Regions from separate parts of the Mus musculus genome. Here all the other regions are linked to region 3. The links are chromatin contacts, called in public HiChIP or PLAC-seq maps. All regions are on one chromosome and are shown on one strand. The core of a region is the stretch at or near the end of the contact, and the rest is flanking DNA. Distances in the headings are between cores, read along the strand shown.

Region 1 (2,700 bases), core at 38-2,537, 880 kb after region 3:
CCAGAAGGTCCTCTTTCGAGCTGTTTAAATGGCCGAGTGGCCCGAACTAAGCGGTCACCCTGTGGTCCAGGGACAGGGGAGTTGTGGCACAAGCCAAGAACAAGGAGGATCATGCCTGTGGTCGTGCGTGCAGACGGCCTCCCCGTCGCGAGTGTGTTTGTTGTATGGACGAACCTGCTGCAAACGGATGGAGGGGGACAAGCAACCGTGGTGGTTTTTTTGTTTTTGTTTTTGTTTTTTTTTTTTTCAGTGATCAACTTCGGGCGTCGTGCGCGTGGGGAGCCCCCCCGCAGTCCCAGCGGGGCTGGAGAAAGGTGCAGCGCTGGACTCTGCGGTCAAATCGTGATGAGAATGGGGACCGTCGGGGCAGTGTTTGAAGGGAGGTTTTAATATTAATAGTTTCGCTGTAGAGACAGAAGGGAGATTGCGTCTACTGCTCCTCCGGGCAGACTCTGGGTGACAGGAATGATGGATGATCCGGCAGAGCCCAGCGGCCCCTCCCCTCCAGCCCCAACAGTGTCAAAGCTACTTTAGCTGAGGCTTTAGAAATAAAATAAATAAACAGCATCGCCCCCTTCTCTTCGCACCACCGCCCTACCCCCACTTTCCGACACCGATTTATGGATCATTATGAATCAATTACCGTTCTCAATACTTTCCCATTGGCTTAAATAAAACAGTGGAAAGATAAAAACGCGGGGTTCGGTGGGGGAATTTTTTTCCCCCTGACAGGAACAATCACAAAATCCATTATCTCATAATCAGAGGCTCTGGGTTAGGAGGTGAAGAGAAAAGAAGGGGTCACTCAGGAAATAACACAGGAGCGCCAGAGGGGAGGTGTCGCCCAGTCTCTGCCTTTGTGGTATTTGGTTTTGTTTGTTGTGTGTTTGAGGTGTTTTGAACGCAGGGGAGGGGGGCTGCGCGTGAGAATTCGCCGTCTGCAAGTTGATGGCCTGACCCTTAAACTCCTTTGCCAATCCTCCTTCAGGGTGTGCCTGGCCAAGCATCTCTTGGTAGCCTGGAGTGAGTTCGCACGTGGGAGAAAGGTGTGGAGGAGGAATGGACTGACCGGTCTGCAGGGCAGATTTGCACTTTGTTGTAGGCAACTCTGCTTGGGCAGCTGGGGGGCCCCGTGGGGATAGTCCCCCCTCCCGCCACTCCGCCTGTCCCGCATGGGGCTGGCTGGTTTTGTCTTGCAACAGTTTGGGATCTGGACAAGCCCCCTCTCCTGCCCCCACCTCGCCGCCCGAGGCTTTTCTTCCCTCTCCGGCCTCTGGCTGGGCGGCGCTCTAGGTCCTTGTAGGTGTTTCTATGACTACATTGTGTGTGTGGGAGGGTCAGATGTGGGGGTTGCCCGAGAGAGGGCCGTTCCTGGGCGGTCATTTATCAATGTCACCCACATAATGATTCTCTCTGCAGCGTCCTATTGATGAGGATAATTACATTAGCTCAGAGTGACTGATCAATGAAAAACCACCACACAAAAACTTCTTCACTCCTCTATAATACCAAAAACCGATACAGAAATAACAGAAAGTCTGATTTTCTTCCCCTCCTCTATCCACCAATGGATTCTGTACACCCCGCCCCCTCCCCAAGACCCGGGAATAAAGTAACAAAATAGACCTAGGTTTGTTTCGTTCACAGAGGATGCAATTTTGCCTGTGAATGCATTTGCTCTAAATGCGTTGGCTTCGTTCCTCCTTCGGTAAAGAATATCAACGGATTTGCTACCGTGAGTGGCTTTTAGACTGGTCTGTGGTTTTCCGTTCTTTTTATTTCTTTTCTCCCCATTGGACCTTTCTCCCCTACTTCAAAAAAAAAAAAAAAAAAGAAGATAGACAATTCTTTTTATACATAAACGGAAAATAAAATTATTCTAGATCCTTTCTCTAGATCTTTTTTAAATAAAGCATTTGCCTTGATCGGGTTACCTTTTTGTCTTTATCACTTCACAAAGTAGGGCAATTAAAGATGTGACGTTGTGTGTGGATTAAGAGTGGATCCATTATATGGCGACATAACTCGCTATATTCTCGCCTAAAAGTTTGCCACTAAATTACGATTTCGCTTTTTCTAGACTTGAAAATCAATATCTTCTCAATTAAAGAGAATTTTAATGCTTTACTTGCGAGTTGTTAAAGGCGCTGTAAATTTTATTGTAATGTTTCTTAGCCTCGGAGTAGATCCAAGAGACGTTGATTCTCCGGGTCTTTTTCGTCTAGCCAGGAACCTTCCACTGGTTTCTGATGAAATACCAGCTACAAAGGTAAGCAGAGTTCCGCAGGGGATCGGGCACTGGGAGGGAGCCCTCCATGGCCAGAGGCCATTGTCTGGAGTATTTCCACCTCTCTGTGTCCCACCTCCCTCAAATGACAGAAGTGTTCATTTAATCTTTCTCAGAGGCAAGCACAAGAGACTCCCATCTGCTCTGGGACAACCAGAAAAAGAGGTGCATTTCGGAAAGATTCTAGACTCTTCCCAGTGCCCCAACCCCTTTTCCTTAAAGTGTACCTCAGAAAGACCCTTTCACAAAATCTGCCATATTTGACATGTCCCCAGCCTCTGTGTCCCAATTCGCTAGCCACCCTCAGGGGCACACTGCTTACAGATGGTTTCTCCTTCCACTGGCTCTTCCTAGTAAAAGTTCTCTTCCCGGTAAAAGTTCTTGGAGAGAATTAAATGTGTTGTGTTAATAAC
Region 2 (2,700 bases), core at 28-2,527, 660 kb after region 3:
AGCTTAGGGCAGAATGAAGTGAATTTTAGGTATCTGTGGAGAACTGGTGCTAAGAAATCTCTACTTCAATCCTAGGCCTTGAGGAGGCAGAGAGCTCACAGACACCACAAGAAAACCTACAGAGTCACCTAAACTGGGCCAATGGGGGCTCACAGAAACTGAGCCACCAACCAAAGAGCATGTAGGGGTTGGACCTAGGACCTCTATGCTTTTGTAGAAGGCATGCAGTTATGTCTTCACCTGGGGACTCTAACAATTGGAGTGTGTGTGTGTGGGGGGGGGGGTTGTTTCTGATTCTGTTGCCTGCCTTTATATCCCTTTTCCCTAGCTGAACTACATTATTGGGCCAGCCTCAATGAGAGAGGATGTGCTTAGTCCTGCTGTGACTTGCTGTGCCAGAGTCAGTTGGTACCCATGGGGGATTTCCCTTTCTTGGAGGAGAAGAGTAGGGGGGGAATAAGGGAAGAGGTTTGTGAGGGTGGGACTGAGAGGAGAGAAGGGTGAGGAGCTGTGGTCTAGGATGTAAAGGGAATACATTAAAAAAATGAATGAATGAATGAATGAATGAATGAATGAGAAAGAAAGAAAAGAAAGGAAGGAAGGAAGGAAGGAAGGAAGGAAGGAAGGAAGGAAGAAGGGAAGAAAGAAAAGAAGGAAGGAATAAATCTCTAGTCCAAACAGGCCCTGTGTGTGTGAAAGTCACCTGCTGCAGTAGAGCCTAGAAGAGATTTGAACTCACAAAGATGAAGAGCTGGAAACTTACCCCAAATTAGCCTTCATTTAGTAATTTACTTCCTTGTTTCCTCAAACTTGAGGAAGGCGTGGATAACTTAAATAGAAGCAAAAAAATGTAGTGTCTAATACATTTAGGGTAACCCTATGTAATGTGATACAGTAAGGTGGTGTGTGTGTGTGTGTGTGTGTGTGTGTGTGTGTGTGTGTGTGTGTGTGTGTTTGGGGGGTCCTCCGCCCTTAGGCTCTTGTTCTTGCTTTGTTTACACGAAATTAACCCGGAGGAGCTGAGAGAATCACAGTAAAGAAGGAGATTATTTTAATTCCGAAAAATAAAAGTAACGCGCTTTCTCCTTAGAGTCGGGCAATCCTGCCTGCAGACTTGGAAATGAAAGCGCTCGGAAGAGGGAGGAGGGGGAGGCCCGGCAGCAGTGGGGATCGTTGTTGGTAACTGAAGGGGCTCTGGTGAATTTCAGGTTCGGATTAGTGACAACTCAGAAGTCTCGGCTGCGTGTGGGGGAGGGAAGTTTGCCAAGGTCTCTGAACTCGCTGGAGAGAGAGCAGCCTCCGGAGGCGCCGGGCGGAGCTGGGCGTACCCGAAGCCCCTGTCCCGGCCAAGCCAACAACGCGGTCTCACCCCGCCTCTAGCCTGACTTTGTCAGCGATCATAAAATGGGAATTGATCATTCGAGCCACCATTGATTAGGGAAGAATGCTTACTGCAGCAGCAGGGGAAAGGTTAAGAGGAAATTGACCTTCTCCGTAGGTGACATAAAGTCATTAGGTAAATGAGATATTCACACTGGAGTTTTAAAAGGTCATGCTCAATTTTTATTTGCAGCCTGAAAAGTCAAGCTGGAGCTCCGGCTTAAGGTAGGGACTTCCATTCCTAGGGACCCGGGCACCGATCAGAATGAAGTCCTGCTGCGCCGGCCAGAGGCGAAAGTGGGATGTGGATTGCCATCTGGAAGACTTCGGCTGGACTCCGAGCGGGTCCTGGCGGCCCCAGCTTTGGACCTGCCGCTGGACCCGAGCGCGTTTTTGAGTGTGAGATGCGCTCCCGCGGCCCAGTATTCCCACCGCCACAGCGTGCAAAAGGATCTCTGGCCAAAGTCGACCTCTCAGCATCAGCAACACCTCCCCTTCCCTAGCCCACCATGTCTCCTACACAGTGAAAGTGTTTTGTTGTTGTTGATGTTGTTGTTGTTGTTGTTGTAAAGGAGAGAGTGAGAGAGATATTTATGCACATATTTATCCCTCTAATTATAGGAATTAATCCTCTTATGACTAAAAGGTAACGTGGAAGGACGTCCTTTTGATGTGGAAAAGCACCATTTGTGACTCACATTCAGACTGATTAAGGAATAATTGTTGTTAAACGCTTTTAAGAGGAGAGTGTTTAATTGAGGGGCATTCGTAATTTTACGGCTTAGTGCAAAATTAAACGTAATTAAAAACTCAGAAATTCCAACTGATTTTCCAATTATTTTTATTGTCTGAGCTAATTGTTACACAAGGGTATCACTTCTCCCCCAAAGGCATTGGGGAAAAGAGGTGGGAGGTGGGAGGTGGGAGGCAATCATACCTTGTCCAAATATTCTCCAACTGAAGAGTCCAGCGTCCAGAAAGACCTCCTTGGTTGCACCTTACCTCCCCAAGCCCCGCCCGGGGTCCCGAGTGGCACCCCGCCCTCCCCTTGGCAATTAAGCATTACAGGCACTCTCCCCTCGCTCCGAGTTCCGCCAACACCTTGGGATGTGAGAAAGTGATGGCAGCTCTCTTCTGCAGATCATTACGGCAAAACCTGGAAGTATCTAGAGAAGGCCGATGACTATCTTCAAGTAACACTTGCCATACATAGCCGAGGGATTTAAAAAAAAATGAGTAAACACAGCTCTCTGGGGGATGATCCCTCCACGCCCTTGCTTTTGAGCTTGGGGGGGGGGGGTCATGCACAAACATGAGACA
Region 3 (2,700 bases), core at 90-2,589:
ATAATACTTGAGTCAGACAGTGATATTCATAGATTATTAAGGAAAGATTTTTTTTGTATGGAATTTCTCAAAAGGCAATTGCATAATTTTATTAATAGACTGTATAGAATACATGTGGATTTTTCCGTGTGTACACACACATGTTTTTTCTCAAATGTACTCTCTAATTTCATTCTGAATGGACATTACAAAAGCATGTGAATAAAACAACACAGCGTTTCTGCCATTTGGGAAGGAAAGGATGGGAAGAGAAAGTACCCAAGGATGTATTAACTCGTGACCTTTAGCATATTTCCCCAGAAATTGCAGAGCCATTTATCAGCCTGGGGTTAGGGTAGGGGCCGCTTTAATAGTAACAAAGAGATTTGCAGGTGTTTGGAATTAGCAGTAGGTAGACAACAATCATTAATAAATCAGTTCAGAGGAATATGGAAGTCCTGCAGATACATCAACATCTTGGTTGGATGCTATGCTTAAACTTTTCTTACACATTTAATTGTCCACTGTGCAGATATATACAACTACTTCTTTGTGTTTTATTACACAACGCACAGGCAAAGAATATCTCATCATAAAACAGGCTACTTAAGTGCTGACTTCAGTTGGACACCGCACTGAGATTGTTTTCTCAATAAAACTGAGCTGGTTGCAATGTGCTTAAATAACAGCTACTTGTGCCCCGTGTATGTGTTCTGCACACAGTTTGCATCTGTTCTAGAGACTCAAAACAGTGTAGTATATTATTAATGAAGAAAGCTGATAAGCATATTACTAAGTGATGAATGTAAGGAAGCCCTTTTAATAACCAGCCGAGAGATTTGACCATGTAGCTAAATGGATAGTCTGAGTTCCACCTGTTAAAATGTGACCGTACACACTTTCAGAGACATTAATATAAGCGAGTGGATGTGGCTGTATTTATATCGTCTCAGTTTCTACAGATGTAGTAATTTAGTTACTGAGTTTTGCCTACTATATTAGTGATCTTCCTCTGGTGAGTCCTTTGCTAGTCTGAAATAGCCAAGTCATCTATTTTGTGTGTCCTACTTTGTTAATTGACAGGAAGAGGTGTCATGCAGTTTACAGGTGTGGGAGGTCATGTTATTCTGGTGACAGCTGAGAGGTCAGGATCAGTGAGCAGCCGCTTCCAGAGACTTCACAGCCCCAGTGCTATTTGAGGCTCTTTGGAAAACAGTCCTGGCTTCCTGACAGTGATGTGAGCCTCCACCTGGGCTGTTGCCAAAGAGACAGGAAGGGCTTGGGAGCAGGATACACATCAGCCCACTGACTGGACTGAGGGTGCAGGGCGGAGCTGCCAAGAGCTCCACTTCCTGCAGTGAAGAATTTTGTCCACTAGAGACTGATCTCTACCTAGTAAACATGTCACTTCCAGCTTCACAGTTTAGACTTGAACTACGGTCTCAGAGGTGAGAGGCTGACACTTCATCCACTAAGCCATTTAGCCTTTCCCTTTGAAGGGAGATTGATTTTAAAAAAGCTATTAACCTTCGGTGATTTATCTCATTAGATCGTCTTCATTTTCTTCTGCTTATAATAAGACGACATCATATAGTTTTATCCCTTGGTTAATTCAAGAAGACTCTGAAAGGGAAATACAAAGGATACATAGAGAAGGGAGAGATATTAGAAAATTATTAGTGATGCTGGACTGAAATGTTGTGGAAAATAAAAGAAACTGTAAAGGCTATTGCAGATCGCAGAGGTATAGTGCCTTAGACACTCTGCAACCTGGTTTTACAGAGCAACTTCTTCTGTGTCACATCAATTCCAGATCCAAACACCATGCTAACAATGTAGGCATTGCTTTCCATTTTTTGGTGTGAAGACAAGGAGGATAAGGTTTGTTTCTCTCTCTCTCTCTCTCTCTCTCTCTCCTTCTTTCTCTCTCTTCTTTCCTTTCTTCCTTTCTTTCACTTTCACTGATGAAAATATAAGCCAGGGAACCAGTGGTAATCAATTCATGCTGAGTATATAGTCAGAGGTATTCAAGTAGCAGCAATTTTCAAGGAAATTGCATTAAAACACATTCTGTTCAGAGCCTGAAATTAGACATTTTATCTATTTTTACTAAAAAATGTGAAAAATGTGTTGAACTATCCTGCATTGATGTCTTATCCCAAATCCCTTTAAAGTGAACTAGACACCCATTGGTGGCTTCCCGGACTGAATGGTAGTTGATTTATTGTGTTCTATTGATTGAGTTTCTACTTTGGAACCAGTGTTACATTTTGTGAATAATGTGTTAGCATTAATGACTTTAATTCATTCTCCACAACTTTATGACAGACAGTAATTTGCATTTCTTCTGGAGTACCTGATAGCAAAAGAATTTGTGGTATTTCATTTTTTTTCATGCATATTCGAAGGCTGAGCAAGAATAGCAAATATAAGCACCACGTATTAGCAACATAATCTGGCTCAGGCGTGTGAGATCTCCCCAGCTCACCTGTTCTATCCTAACACTCAGGTATGTACACTGAAAGCTAAATTACAAGCTTATAATAACTTGTGAGTATTTGGTCAGCCTAAGCAGCCATATGCCTAATTCTCTGTCATTTTGGGGGCTTATTAAACACTCGTGTTTGAAACGCCTTTTGTTGTAGGTACTGTTAGTTTATATAAGTTGGTGTTTGGGCAGGTGAGGCTAGCTAAATAATGACAAGTTCTGACAACTGATTT

What was found. HiChIP or PLAC-seq counts read pairs in DNA pulled down with a chosen protein or histone mark.
Region 1: a contact with region 3 is called in an H3K4me3 HiChIP or PLAC-seq map of neural tube, with 6 times the contacts expected there. The contact joins two enhancer-like sites. A contact is called at or near these places in 4 of 484 Hi-C or Micro-C datasets (the N1E-115 cell line, adipose-derived mesenchymal stem cells, cerebellum and 1 more), 3 of 115 datasets of contacts at active chromatin or transcription factors (differentiating embryonic stem cells, forebrain and neural tube) and 1 of 9 other capture datasets (embryonic stem cells).
Region 2: an H3K4me3 HiChIP or PLAC-seq map of neural tube shows a contact between it and region 3, with 5 times the contacts expected there. The contact joins the promoter of 2810405F15Rik here to the enhancer-like site in region 3. A contact is called at or near these places in 1 of 484 Hi-C or Micro-C datasets (cerebral cortex), 9 of 115 datasets of contacts at active chromatin or transcription factors (craniofacial prominence, differentiating embryonic stem cells, embryonic basal ganglia and 6 more) and 1 of 9 other capture datasets (pancreatic islet).

What each region holds. Positions count from the first base shown.
Region 1 is chr2:115,858,083-115,860,782 of GRCm38.p6, reverse strand. No RefSeq gene overlaps it. Among named protein-coding and RNA genes, the nearest start is that of Gm31590, 52 kb to the right of the region's middle. Within about 2 kb of position 1,287, at least 73 of the 459 cell types and tissues checked have an H3K27ac peak or open chromatin away from gene starts, as enhancers often do. A contact at or near this core is called in neural tube, where this site is marked.
Region 2 is chr2:116,074,673-116,077,372 of GRCm38.p6, reverse strand. It overlaps 2810405F15Rik (RIKEN cDNA 2810405F15 gene), which reads left to right and starts at 1,277. Exons shown (of 1, transcript NR_033447.1): 1 at 1,277-2,700. All of the region lies in intron 2 of G630016G05Rik (RIKEN cDNA G630016G05 gene), which reads right to left.
Region 3 is chr2:116,734,505-116,737,204 of GRCm38.p6, reverse strand. No RefSeq gene overlaps it. Among named protein-coding and RNA genes, the nearest start is that of Gm13990, 140 kb to the left of the region's middle. Within about 2 kb of position 1,339, at least 41 of the 459 cell types and tissues checked have an H3K27ac peak or open chromatin away from gene starts, as enhancers often do. A contact at or near this core is called in craniofacial prominence and neural tube, where this site is marked.